Regions from separate parts of the Mus musculus genome. Here all the other regions are linked to region 2. The links are chromatin contacts, called in public promoter capture Hi-C and targeted proximity ligation maps. All regions are on one chromosome and are shown on one strand. The core of a region is the stretch at or near the end of the contact, and the rest is flanking DNA. Distances in the headings are between cores, read along the strand shown. Region 1 has its middle 19 kb from the start of Dagla. Region 2 holds the start of Lrrc10b (leucine rich repeat containing 10B). Region 3 overlaps Vps37c (vacuolar protein sorting 37C). Region 4 holds the start of Vps37c (vacuolar protein sorting 37C).

Region 1 (2,983 bases), core at 189-2,688, 130 kb after region 2:
GGGCTCCGTGTAACCCCCAGAGAATCTGTGTAGCCTCTAGGGATCTGTCTCTCCTTCAGGAGATCTGTCCAGCCTCCAGGTATCTGTCAGGATATCTGGGCATCTGAGCACATGTGGTTCACATATATGGAGACATGAACATACAAACACATATGTTTTAGTCAAATAAGTAGTTTTTAAAGAAGAAAGATATAGATGGGTTGGCAGGAAGAGGCTGAAGCTGTTACTGACTGCACAGTAGGCTTTCATATTGATTAGAACATTGACATTCATAAAAAGAGGCCAGACAATAAGATGTTTACAGTGAGACTCACCGGGGGCACAGAATGACAGCTTTGTTTCCTTTTTATGTTTTCTCATCTGCATGTTAGACTTTGAGGATAACAAACTTGTCTTAATTTTATTTTGAAACAAGATCTCAAACGCTCAGACTCCAGCAACCCTTGGCAGCCAACCCTGGGCTGCTGGATCGCTGAGACTACAGACTTTGTTCCATGCTGGGTCCTTTTATTTATTTTTTGTTACAGGAGATCAAACCCATGGCCTTTTTGATTTGAGGCAAGAGCTCTGCCACTGAGCTACACCCCAGTCCTTAAAAGGCTATTTTATTTACCAGTTGGGGGTGTGGCTTGATAAAGTGCTCATCCAGGATGCCCAAAGCCCTGGGTTCGATCCCTAGCTCTTCCAGTATAAACTGCCTGGTCTTGGGCAAGAGACTGCTTCTCCAGGCTTCAGTTAACCCCACCTTCCATGCTGTTGCTTTGTTGTTGTTGTTGTTCTTGTGGTGGCGGTGGCGGTGGTGGTGGTGGTGGTGGTGGTGGTGGTGGTGGTGGTGGTGGTGGTGGTAATTGAACACAGGGCTTTGAATTTGCTAAACAAGAGAGTTCTACCTCTGAGCTATCGCCCCAGTTTGTTAACGTCCCCATTACAAATGATGGTGAGTGCAGACTCTGACTCCCAGGACTCGTTGAAGGCTATATGAGTTGAAGGTGGGCCCCAGTGCCTGGTGACTAAGAGGTATGAACGTCATTTTTATTGGCCATTCACTATGTATATAATTGACTTGTGGATGGTGTAGTCCCAGTGCCTGGTGACTAAGAGGTATGAATGTCATTTTTATTGACCATTCACTATGTATATAATTGACTTGTGGATGGTGTGACTATGGAGAGGGGGAGATAGCCCAGCTTCCAAAAGTCTCACAGAGCACATCCTTTGTTCTGTTCAGCATCTATTGCCAAGCACATCTCGGGGAAGTCAGCAGCAGCCAGATACCTCCAGTTAGCTCTGCTCTGATGCTATGTCCCAGGACTCACTCACAAGGTCTTTCCACCCCCTTCCCAGACACTAGAAATTGGCCCCTACCCTCTGCTCTTTGTGGCTGCTATCATACACGTGGCTCAAAGAACAATTGCTGAATGAGTCCCAGTCAGCTCCTCAGAGGACTCTGGGAGATCTGCAAGGACGTCTTCTTGGTCACAATAGCTGTGTGCATCTGTGTGTGCACGAGTGTGACCTGTTTATATATAAACACGAAGTAATCTTTCATGCTTCTTATATACACAGAGTTTTCTGGGAACGAGACTATTGTGTATTCAGAGAGAAGATTGTCCTTTGTTTTGTTTGGCATCTTGCCAGGACTCGGTGCCTAATTCATGTCACTGGCAACAGGGCGGCTCGTGGTGTCTGAGTCAGCTTCACAGCCACCTGTGTCCACTGTCCTTGTGGCTGCTGTGGCCCTCACGGTTGCTTCTCTAGGAGCAAATGTGGGGCCATGAAATCCTATCTGCCTCTCAGAGTCAGTTTGCGTCCTGCGTCCTGAAGTTCGTATTATTTTATTATGAATCACTTTTTTTTTTCCTTCATGGTGTAGTTAGGATATTACATTGATTTTTTTTTCATTTGTTTAAAAGCATATGTGCACACAGGTGAGGTTATTTATGAATTTCATTTCTACTCAGAGAAGGGAACACTAGGAAATATTTGTCATAGGAGTCAGGTACCACCAGCCTGCAAACCCCCACTCCAGAGCCCACATTTGTATAATTCAGGAGACCCATTTCTGAATGGGCCTCAGCACCAGCCTTCAGCCAGGAGAAGGCTGTCGCTGAGACGAAATACTCAGCTGTTCACTCGCCTGTGGGATGTGGAATCTACCTCCATTGCTGTTCTGTTAAATGGAGCCTTTCCCTCTCCCCCAAGGGGTTTTTCCATGACTAGTCTTTTTGCCCACTCCTGCCAGTCAGTGTCTTTTCCAGACTCCCTCAGGTCTGGAAAAAAGCACCTATGTGGTCTAGCCAGGCTGTCCCCTCACGTGCTGCCACCCAGCTTCCTTGCCTGGGTGCAGAGGCCTCTTCTCTCTGGAATGTCCAGTCGGCATCTCTGCCAGCTCCCACCACCCACCTTCCCTTCACCGTGCTGTACCCATGACTTCCCATTCTGTTCTGGCATCTCCAAGATACTTCTAGAAAACTGTTCCCACTCAGGCCTGGAACTGGCCAGACAGAAGTGGCTGCCGGGGGGAAGGGGAGCAAAATGTTCTATTTGAAAGATTCCAGGGAAGAATCTCATCCCATCCAAGACAGATCCATTGTGAGACAGAGGGTAAGGTATCTCCCTACATACCTAGGCCAGGTGGGCTTTCGTGGTCCCGTCCTTGACCCTGACATTCAACTACACGGTCTCTGGCCCAGTGGGAATACCACAGGCTGCTTTGGGATAAATTAGTAGACACTTTGCACAAAGATAGGGCCAAACATGCCCAGAAGCTCCTCCCATAGACAGCTATCAGCAAAGTCACTTCTCTGCAGTAATGAGGACAGTGAGGTTGGGCATCCCTGGGACTCCGTGGATCCTCAGTGGAGGGAGGGCAGAGAGGTTGGCCTGGTATCAACTCAGATTAATGCTGATGGTGGTTTAGATAGCAATGGAGACTGAGGCTGAAGGAAATCTAGAGTTTCCTGTCTGGATCTGTGCAAAGGAC
Region 2 (2,949 bases), core at 230-2,729:
TTAGCCTTAAGCCACTCTATAGCTTAGGATGACTTTGAACTTGCAGAAATCCTCTTGTTTCTGCCGGGAAAGATCTGGAATTACAGGCAGGAGCCACACCCCTGGGCTTTTGCTGTGTTGTTTCTCCAGGCTGGCTGATCAGCTGGGATTATAGAGGTAAACCAATGTGTCCTCCTTCCACTGTCCTAATTTCAAACTTCCATGGCAGTATGGATGGATTGGAGGACACTAAGTTCTGACAGCTAGGTCCTAGAGAAGGTGGGAGTGGGGCAGGGAGGAGAAAGTGGTCTGTTGACTGAGCGCTCACGGTACAACCTCTTGTCCCTTGTATAACCCTCAAGCAGGTTTTTCTAATCTCAGGAGGCCGCTTTCCTCCTCATTTCTGTGGGATTAATAATTCCTTTCTTAGTTTTTGCATTGTGAGTCAGAGACTCTGTTGAGGAAAAACTCGCTGGAGGGGTGGGTGGAATGCTGTGTTTTCTTTTACTGGGAAGGTGTATGCTTAGGAGTTGGGTTCTTGAGTCACACTGCCTGGCTTCAAACGCCAGCTTTTCTGGTCAACCAAAGCTTAATGTCTTTGAGCCTTGCTCAATGCCTCTTTTTTAAAGTATGGGAAGTAGCTTTTGGCAAAGTGACAGACACGTGGAGCTCTGGCAGAGAGAAAAGGGAGGAGGCTAGTGAGAGCAGCCGAGTCATAGAACCAAGATGATTGTTGTCGGTGCCACTCAAAGGTAGGCGCTTGTCCCAGTCCTCTGCCCACCATGGCCACACATAGACCTTGGGTGTTCTCGGAGGGGCTTGGGTATGAGCGGGTGCTAGAGCACCAGCAATGGGCGGAATCCGGGGAGGGCGGAGCCAAGCATAGTCCCACAAATCCTCAGATCTAAAAAAGACCAGAACATAACATTGTTCCGAGTTACTATCCTGAAGTGACCCCAACTGGGAGACTGGCCGCACGCCGCTGGACGTCGGGGGTGGAGGGGTAAAGTAAGTGACTTCGCCTTCAGGTACTACTCCAGTATCCCTCCTCCCTTTTTTCAGTCCCAGGTTTCTTCCTTCTGGACCCATTTTCCCTGAAGCACACACAGCTACACCAACCAAATGGCCTGCTGCGGCAAGTTTAGACAGCGTCGGACGTCGGGGCTCAGCGCTAACTAGCCCTGTGCCGGGTTTGCGCTCAGCCGCCGCCTGGGCTCAGGCTGGCTCACGGATAGGCTAGCTATCCAGGGACCAGCTTCAGCTTCAGGACCCTTCTCACGGTCCTCCTTGGCCCCGCCCCACCCCGCCCTCCCTTTGCCTATTGGCAGCCGCACGCGCGTCGGGGGTTGCCAGGGCGACGGGTCGCTAAGCTGCAAGTCAGCTCGAACTCCAGCCAGTCGGCCTCCGGCGGAGGCAGCGGGGGAGGCCGAAGGGCGGGTGGCCGAACGCGGTGCGGGGCGGCGGGGCCCAGGCGGGCGCCTCCTCTCGGCTCGGCACGGCCCCCCTCCCGGCACACAGGCAGGCCGGGGCGGGGGGCCCCCGAGGCCGGAGCGGCCCGGGCCCCGTCGGGGCGGCCAGGGCGTGGCGATGCCGGGTGGTGGCAGCGGCGTCCCGGGCCGGGGCCCGTGACCATGGGCATCGCAGAGTCCACGCCGGACGAGCTGCCGTCGGACGCCGAGGAGCAGCTGCGCAGCGGCGAGCAGCAGCTGGAGCTGAGCGGGCGGCGGTTGCGGCGGCTGCCTAGCGCCGTGTGCGCATTGAGCCGCTTGCAGAAGCTGTATGTGAGCGGCACCGGGCTGCGCGAGCTTCCCGAGGAGATCGAGGAGCTGCGCGAGCTGCGCATCCTGGCGCTCGACTTCAACAAGCTGGAGCGCCTGCCCGACGGCCTGTGTCGCCTACCGCGCCTCACGCGCCTCTACCTGGGCGGCAACCGTCTGCTGGCGCTGCCACCCGACTTTGCGCAGCTGCAGAGCCTGCGCTGCCTCTGGATCGAAGGCAACTTCCTGCGGCGCTTTCCGCGGCCGTTGTTGCGCCTGGTGGCGCTGCAATCGCTGCAGATGGGCGACAACCGGCTGCGCGCGCTGCCCGCCGAGCTGCCGCGCATGACCGGCTTGCGTGGCCTCTGGCTCTACGGCAATCGCTTCGAAGAGTTCCCGCCCGCGCTGTTGCGCATGGGCCGGCTGCACATCCTAGACCTCGACCGCAACCGCCTGGGCGGCTTCCCCGACCTGCACCCGCTTCGTGCGCTCCGAGTTTTCTCCTACGACCACAACCCAGTCACTGGACCCCCGCGGGTGGCAGACACCGTTTTCCTAGTGGGCGAGGGAGCCGTCGAGCGCATGGCTGAGCGCGACGAACCCATTCCGCGGCAGCCAGCCCGGCGTCCAACCCGGGCCTTTGATGATGAGGAGGAAGAAGACCTACTCATAGGAGGCGCAGGACCCAGGGCTCTGGGGCCCACCAGGGACAGCCTCCGAGCCTTGGAAGCTCCTCCAGGATTGGGCACCTGAGCCTCTTCCCTGAGTGATGGGTTGGCTACTCTGGAAGAAGGGACTCTGCGAGGTTGTGGTTGTTTGGATATACGGTGTTGCTGGGCCTCTTACTTGGGGCAGTGAAGGAGCATCATTGAATGAGCTGCCCGGCACAGGCAGGCCTGAGGCCATCTTCAGACAGTACTAGGCAGTAAGAAAGAGTCCCTGGGCTGACCTCTGGGCAGTTTTCAGACCAAGAAGTCTGGGATAGAGCCACTGATGGCACGACAGATGAACCGGTTCTCACCTGGAACCAGGGCCATCACTTATCCGTAGAATCATCCCTACTCTGACTCTGGATGTCAGGGCATCTATAACTTTCACTTGGGGTTTGGATCGCCTAGGCCTACCCTAGGAGACTGTATGGGGCAAACTCTCCATGTGTGTGTGTGTGTGTGTGTGTGTGTGTGTGTGTGTGTGTGTGTGTGTGTGTGTTGGG
Region 3 (3,385 bases), core at 875-3,374, 250 kb before region 2:
TTGCTGTTGTCAAGCTCTCACTGAGCCTGCTTTACACACTATATATTATCATAAGCATGTGTACAGGAAAACAGACTGTTGACACAGAAGAGAGTGCTGGCTGCTTTCAAGTGTTTACCGGGGCCTTAGAACGTGTTCCTATCCTGTCCTGCCATCAGTGTGTCTACCAGCACCCCAGTGCCATCTACTCAAGCCGCACTCCAAACCCTTCTGCTCTATGGTTCTTGGTCTCACCTGAGACCTGACTCCGAGGCCCACCACCGTTCAAGGGATTAGGATGCCACTCCCCACCTCACCTCAGACTCCTCCTCGATCTTCATGCCTTCGATCTGCAGAAGGTCCAACAAGGTCCCAGGCTGCAGTGCCGAGGAAAATTTCTCTGGAAGGAAGGGCAGAGAGGTCGACATTTCAAAAGCACTGCTTTAATTAAAGCTGAGGACCCTGATTTCAGGGAAGACATGTGACATGCCCTTTGTGTGCTTGGGCCTAGCCACTATAGATAGAGTCCCTGCTGCTGGTTCTGTGAGCACTCAGGACTCAGCCACAACAGGCCCCAGTGGAGAGAGAGTCCCTGCAGCTGGTTCTGTGGGGTCCTTTTGGTTCATGTAGGCGTTCACCATCTTGGTGAAGAGGAGCTGAGGGACAAGCTCAGGTCTTGGCCAAGCAGCTGCCAAGGGCACAGCCATCCAGGAAGCCTTCCTACCTCACAGGGCCTAGGTCAGCTCTGCAAGGCTCGGGGCTAAGTTGGCAGAGGCAGTGAAACATACTGACTGCCTAGATTCAAATCCCATTCCAGGGCTAGAGAGATGCTCAGCTCTTAAAGGCTATGCTTGCAAATCCCAACTCCATCTCACTCTGGTGGGATGACCTCAGGCAAGCCCTCGGCCGGCTCCAGCCTTGTTTTCCTCATCTATAAAAATAGTAAGTTCAGGACATTTTTAATACTATGAAAATTATCACCAGGGTATACAATAAATATAAATACTCAAACATTTAGACTAACTACAGTACCTACACTTTTGCTTATTTGCTTATTATCATGTAAAAACATGCAAAGCACAGTGGCTACAATGGCTGCTGGCCCTCTCCGATTCTGGGTATCTAAGCATCCTTAGTATTCCAGCTGCCTCCCTCGTCCTCCTTTGAACAGAAGTATCAATCAGCAGGGGAGATGGCCAGAGTGCTTGTCTGTGGTCGGCTGTCCCTACCCAGCTTGGCTTTCTGCTCCTGGCACCGCTCCACAAGCTTCCGCAGCTCCTGGTATTTGTCTGAGAGGTTAGAGCGGCTGATTTCCAGGGGACCTTGGAACTCCAGGTTCTGCTCTGCCAGGCTCCGGTTCGTGGCCAGTGCCATCTCTCGTTCTAACTGCAGGTCCTGAACCTAAGGAAAGCAGGACAACTGACAATGAGCTTAACTGTAACTGGTCAGCCTCCAGCAGGGGGTGCTCCTGGACTCACTGCTCAGCTTGGCGCTCAGCCCTCAACCAGTCACAGAAGCCTGGGTTTAAAGGCTATGCAGGCATTGTGACCCAGGTACCTCACCACATCCTGATCCGGAGAGCCTGTGAGAATGACACATGGGAAACAGGCAGCAAGGCTAACCACCTAACCACGGCTTCCCAATAGACAAGTACCTGCAAGTGGTTCTGTGCTGTGCAGGCCACAGCTGAAGGAGACCACTCCAGTGGGAGGGATGAAACCCAGAGTCCCCACCATTAGCCCCAAGTGAAAAAGACACATGGACACACACACCATGCATGCATACACATGAGAGGCTGCTAGGGAGAATGAAGGTGACCCAGGCCAGACCAGAAGCTAGAAATATCTGAGGTCCCAAAGGTATTAGGGAGGGAGGCCCTGTAGCCCAAGCCACTGAGCAGGACAGATATCCCCGCCTCCCAGGTCAAACAGCCCACAGAGCTATAGATAGTCCCTCAATGCTGCCTGCTGAAAATGCTTCCCTAGCCAGCAAAATGGAGCCCTCATGCAGGCCCCTTGTTAACTGCCAGTCAGGCAGAAGCAGCCTTGGAACCTTGCCCAGCGGGCTACCATCTGCTTCACCGAAAGGAGAGCTGGAGACAGGGCCACCATCGCATCGCAGTACCACATGGCACCAGCAGAGGGGGCTCAGCACTGGCCACAGAAGTTAGGGAACAGGTCAGGGCCAGCTTCCACGGGGACCGAAGGGATCAACAACACAGAGCTTCTCCTTCCACCTTGGCCAGCATGTGGCACACCAGGCCAGATGGGCTCCCACTAGAACAGCCCCAGGAAGCCAGGGGGCATCCTGGACAAGGGGTTTCCAGAAGAGCCACCCTGCTCTGACCCCTGCTCAGGGCCTCGAGCCCTGTAGTTACAGCAGGCTGCAGCCTATTGGAAAGAGGAGTGCTGCCAGTTACCTCCTGCACAGACAAGGGAGTCCGGGCTCAGGGTTAGAACCCCTTTACCTGGACTGCCTGCTGTCCAGCCAGAAACGCCATTGAGCCCCTGGACAAGCTCACTGGCACAGGAGCAGAGAAACTGCTATGTGTGACTGTTAGCCAAGGTGGCTGGAGGACGGCTCAACAATTAAGAACGCATACTGCTCATCTAAAGAATCCGAGTTCAGTTCCCAGGACCCACGTCAAGTGGCTCACACCATCTGCCACTTCAGCTCCAGGGGATCTAACAGACTCTCTGGCCTCCAAAGGCACTGCACCAAACATGCACAAACCCACACCAGACATGCCTATACATATAACAAAAAATACAGTGTTAAAAAAGAAAAGGAAAGAAAACGCCAGGGACACTTGTGTGGCCACCTCTGAGTGTAGGGCCTGCCCTTCCTGGCCACACCCTTGGCATCCTTACCTGTCCACGGCTTTTCCCTGGGTCTGAAGCACTACATCTGTGCTGTGCCACCCTCTCCCTACCCTGGAGCCCATCTCTTACTAACACCCTATGAGGCCAGGAGAGCTGCACAGCTCCCTCTCTACAGAGATGAACACTCCCACCACCTTTCTCTTCTGCCAGCCCCACATGACACAATTACTGCCTTACAGCTATGACAGACAGACAGATAGACAGACAGACAGCTAAAGGCTTTCTGAGAGAGTAAGTAGCTTGCCTTACTTTGTTTCTGTCTGTCCCACAGTGAGTATTTTTTCCCCTCAGAGAATTCAACTCATTTGCTCAAACATGGCTACAGAGAAGGTTCAATCTGCCCTTGGCCAGGAAGCTGCATCCCTTACATCTCCGGGAGGTTGTGCTTTTCCATAGGGCTGAAGGCTTGCTCAGCTTGGAAGCAATGAACTCCCAAGAGCTGGGCTTGCTTTTGCTGAGCTCCACTCCCTTCAGGGACAAGACTAGGAACCCCTTACCATCCTGTTGCTCACTGTTGGCTGAAG
Region 4 (3,311 bases), core at 747-3,246, 230 kb before region 2:
TCCAGATCCCAAGAGGAAACTTCTAACACAACCCACCCCCCCCAGCCCCACCCCCACCACCCACAACAGCAATCCAACTGCTCTAATACAGGTCCTCAATGACCTCATTGGTCAGACTGGAAAAACCCCACTACTGCGAGCCAAAGTGTCCAGGAATGAGTCATATGTCTATTTATCTCAAAGTCCTGTTAATGGCACACTAGCACATGTCAAAGCAATAAGCAAAAGGCAACAAGAATCTTGAGTGACCACCTCAAGCTCCAGTGGCCCAGCAAATCTACAAATATGCATTAAGACCGGAATCACCCAGTCAGTGTATGTGTTAAAAACAAACTCCTGGGGCGCCAGCCAGCTAACATCACAAGACTCTCCAGAGATGGGGGCTCTGCATTTTCAACCAGAATGACCGCAGATAATTCTTAAGCTCCAACATATTAGGGCAACTGAGGCGTCTGGAAGGCAGTATTAGAGTTAAAGACTCATTTGCTTTGTTAAAAAAAAAAAATCTAACAGCCACTCATTGGTTGATAGTAGCCAATTCTGTAAACGGGTCACCAGTCACTCAGAGGTGTTCTCTATATCCAGTAACCAGTGTAAAACACCCCCAAAACAGTACCCAGCAAGGACAGCCACACAAGCAATCAGAACTACTGCTTGGCAAAACAGCAACAGAAAACAGCCCCACTGAAGCACTCCATCATGTTTTCTACTTAATGGAAATTACAAAGGCACTGGGCCAGATTTCCAAGACAATCTTACGAAAAAGGCTTTTTTTTTTTTCTGGGCACTATGACTGCCAAGAACAAAGACTCATTTCAGAGTCCACCATTTCACCCAGCAGCCCTCAGTTCCACAATCCCCAGATCAGGGCCCTCCCTGGGCCCCAAGCAAAGAAGAGTCTTTCCCTTCTAAGTCCCTCTATCACCACCATTTCTAGCTGCAGGACTGACAGTCACTGAATGTGGAGTGGCACGCTATTGGTAGAGACACCTGGAAAATATGCAGGGAGCGATGAAGGAGCCCTGGTATCCGTGAAGTTTCTTGGCTCAAGGTGGCTAGCCCAAATCTGATTGACAAGGTATAGGCTGGACTCAAGAAATGTGACCCTGATGATAGTCCACTCTACCAGTAACTCAAACACATCTCTGGGAATGTCTTGGCCCACCAAAAAAAAGTGAAAGAACACCCCTAAACGGCTGTGAGGGGAGAAACAAAGCAGAACCAGGCACATGCTGGGACCATACACCTGGAAGGCCCAGAAGTAAGGATGGCTCAGCCATGCTGGACAGTTCAAGTCGGGGTCCAGAAGAAAGGGGAAGAACCCTTACCTATTGCTAACCTGGGGAATGATACAGGCCAGCAAGACAAAGGCCAGAGTCCCTCTAACTCCACTATATCGCAGGGGCAAGTCAGAATACACACAGGCCTCAGTTTCCCAATCCGTACAAGGGGCAAAGAGGCTCTTAATGACACAAAGGCCACAAGGTACTCCTACAGAGGGTGAAGGGTTGCGTGGCGTTAGCGGATAGGTGGGAGGGGGCGGGGCTGAGGCGACCGGCGAGGACAGCCTCCCACCGTCCATCCCTCCCACCCCACTGCAGGGGCGCAGGCCCGCGGGGAGTCACGCGCCCATCGCGCCCAATCGCCGGCTTCGGCCAGGAAACCCATCTCTGAGTTCGCCGGCAACGCCCCCGGCACGGTAGGCCGCTGCCCGCCGCCGCCCGAGACCTTCCCCAGCGGCGCTCACCTACCGGGGCCGCCGCTACCGCGGGCAATCAGCCGCTGCCCGCACTTCCGGGATCCACGAGCCCCGCCTCTACCGGATGTGACTTACTCCCGCGTCCAGCTGAGAACGAGCCGCACTGCCCCTCCGCCGCGCCCCGAGTGTCCTGCCTTGTAGGCCTAGGGGTGGCCACGATACCTGCACTCAGACGCTGGTGGCTTCAGGCGCCACACCCGCGGAAGGCCACTCGGCCCCGCCCGCGCGGGGGAAGGCACCACCCCTAGCCCCGCCCCCGCCGTAGGACTCCGCCCATTGCGAGTACGCCTGCGCAGACTTGCAGGCGTCCCTTCGTTTGCTCTGAATATCCTGAGACAAGCGTGGAACTTCCAAAGGGAGGCTCCAGATGGGCTCTTATTGCACCACGGTATCCCCGGCCTGCTGCGCACACTCCTTTTTATAGTTTGGCCTCAGGACTAGAATGGCTGCGGTCCTGAGTCCCCTTCAGACACTGCTAACAGCTCTGAGCTTTCCTAAAAAATCACCCTTTGTCAGGACCGTAGATTGCTCTTACTCGTCTGTAGATGAGTGTGTAAGCGTCAGACTTGATCCATCCTCACTCGCCCAGAGTGACAAGCCTCAGGAAGGGATGGAAACAAACCAGCCCTGAGAGGTGAACGCCATTCCACTTTGGCTGCAGTGGTTAGATTAGCTTCCAGCCTAAGAAAACCCTGCCACCCTTTGTTATACATTAGAACTTTTGTTGCTAGTGGCAGAGACCAGCACAAATTGGCCTCTTCAAAATGGTAATTGCTGGGTCATACAACGAGAAGTCCAAAGGCCCTAAGTGATACCAGGCTCAGTGTCAGAGGCCTCCACCTTCACTTGACTCTGACTTCTGTCCACCCAAAATGGATCTCACCTCAAAGAGAAGGAGAGAGCCAAGAAAGAGTGACCATGACATGGGACACAGGTTCAGGTTGCCTTAAATAACATGTTCCAATGTAAAAGTGCTTTTGTGAAGTCTGTACAGTAACAGAATAAGGCTACCCCAAGGCATTTTACAAATACATTGCTGGGACCATCAGGCCAGTGGGTAATGAGAAATTAGGGAAAATCTCTGTTTGGGTCTGAGGTGCTATTTGATTACATTTTAGCTTTGGGGTCTGCTGAGTTAGTGCATCCCAAAAGGTTTACCCGATAATCACATTGATATGAGGTAAGGCACAGAAGTGAGCAACATTTATTAAGGAGAATAACAATAATTATCAGTTAATTGGACCCTGTAACATCCCAGCTTTCCACAATCAAGAAGTTCTAATCAGTCAACAGAGTTGCAATTTTATTTATTTATTTATTTATTTATTTTTGAGGGGGGACTTCCATCTTGTAAGTTTCTCTTTTGGGTCATCGAATTTCATCAAGATCTCCCACTTTTTCTATTTCATATTCTAGATCTAAAATGATCATCATTGTCCCCATTGGTCAGAACTCCCTCCCCTTTACTACCTCATGGGGTCCCTGGGTACTCAGGTCTCAAGTCCCCTGTGCTGTCCTAGAACTCTCAAAGTAGTCAAGAGTAAGCTCTCAC

What was found. Promoter capture Hi-C pulls out the DNA fragments that hold promoters and counts their contacts.
Region 1: a contact with region 2 is called in a promoter capture Hi-C map of neural stem cells. A contact is called at or near these places in 14 of 39 promoter capture datasets (the 3T3-L1 cell line, cranial neural crest, embryonic stem cells and 7 more), 26 of 484 Hi-C or Micro-C datasets (the N1E-115 cell line, bone marrow-derived macrophages, brain and 17 more), 15 of 130 datasets of targeted methods (the NIH/3T3 cell line, astrocytes, embryonic fibroblasts and 9 more) and 3 of 9 other capture datasets (adipose tissue, embryonic stem cells and pancreatic islet).
Region 3: a targeted proximity ligation map of pancreatic cancer cells shows a contact between it and region 2. A contact is called at or near these places in 1 of 39 promoter capture datasets (pre-B cells), 2 of 484 Hi-C or Micro-C datasets (the G1E-ER4 cell line and the N1E-115 cell line) and 1 of 130 datasets of targeted methods (pancreatic cancer cells).
Region 4: a contact with region 2 is called in a promoter capture Hi-C map of pre-B cells. A contact is called at or near these places in 2 of 39 promoter capture datasets (embryonic stem cells and pre-B cells) and 1 of 9 other capture datasets (liver).

What each region holds. Positions count from the first base shown.
Region 1 is chr19:10,322,141-10,325,123 of GRCm38.p6, reverse strand. No RefSeq gene overlaps it. Among named protein-coding and RNA genes, the nearest start is that of Dagla, 19 kb to the right of the region's middle.
Region 2 is chr19:10,455,977-10,458,925 of GRCm38.p6, reverse strand. It overlaps Lrrc10b (leucine rich repeat containing 10B), which reads left to right and starts at 1,479. Exons shown (of 1, transcript NM_001111140.2): 1 at 1,479-2,949. The coding sequence starts at 1,611. The coding sequence ends at 2,489.
Region 3 is chr19:10,708,265-10,711,649 of GRCm38.p6, reverse strand. It overlaps Vps37c (vacuolar protein sorting 37C), which reads right to left. Exons shown (of 5, transcript NM_181403.3): 3 at 1,209-1,380; 4 at 297-379. Among named protein-coding and RNA genes, the nearest start is that of Vps37c, 21 kb to the right of the region's middle.
Region 4 is chr19:10,687,420-10,690,730 of GRCm38.p6, reverse strand. It overlaps Vps37c (vacuolar protein sorting 37C), which reads right to left and starts at 1,996. Exons shown (of 5, transcript NM_181403.3): 1 at 1,752-1,996.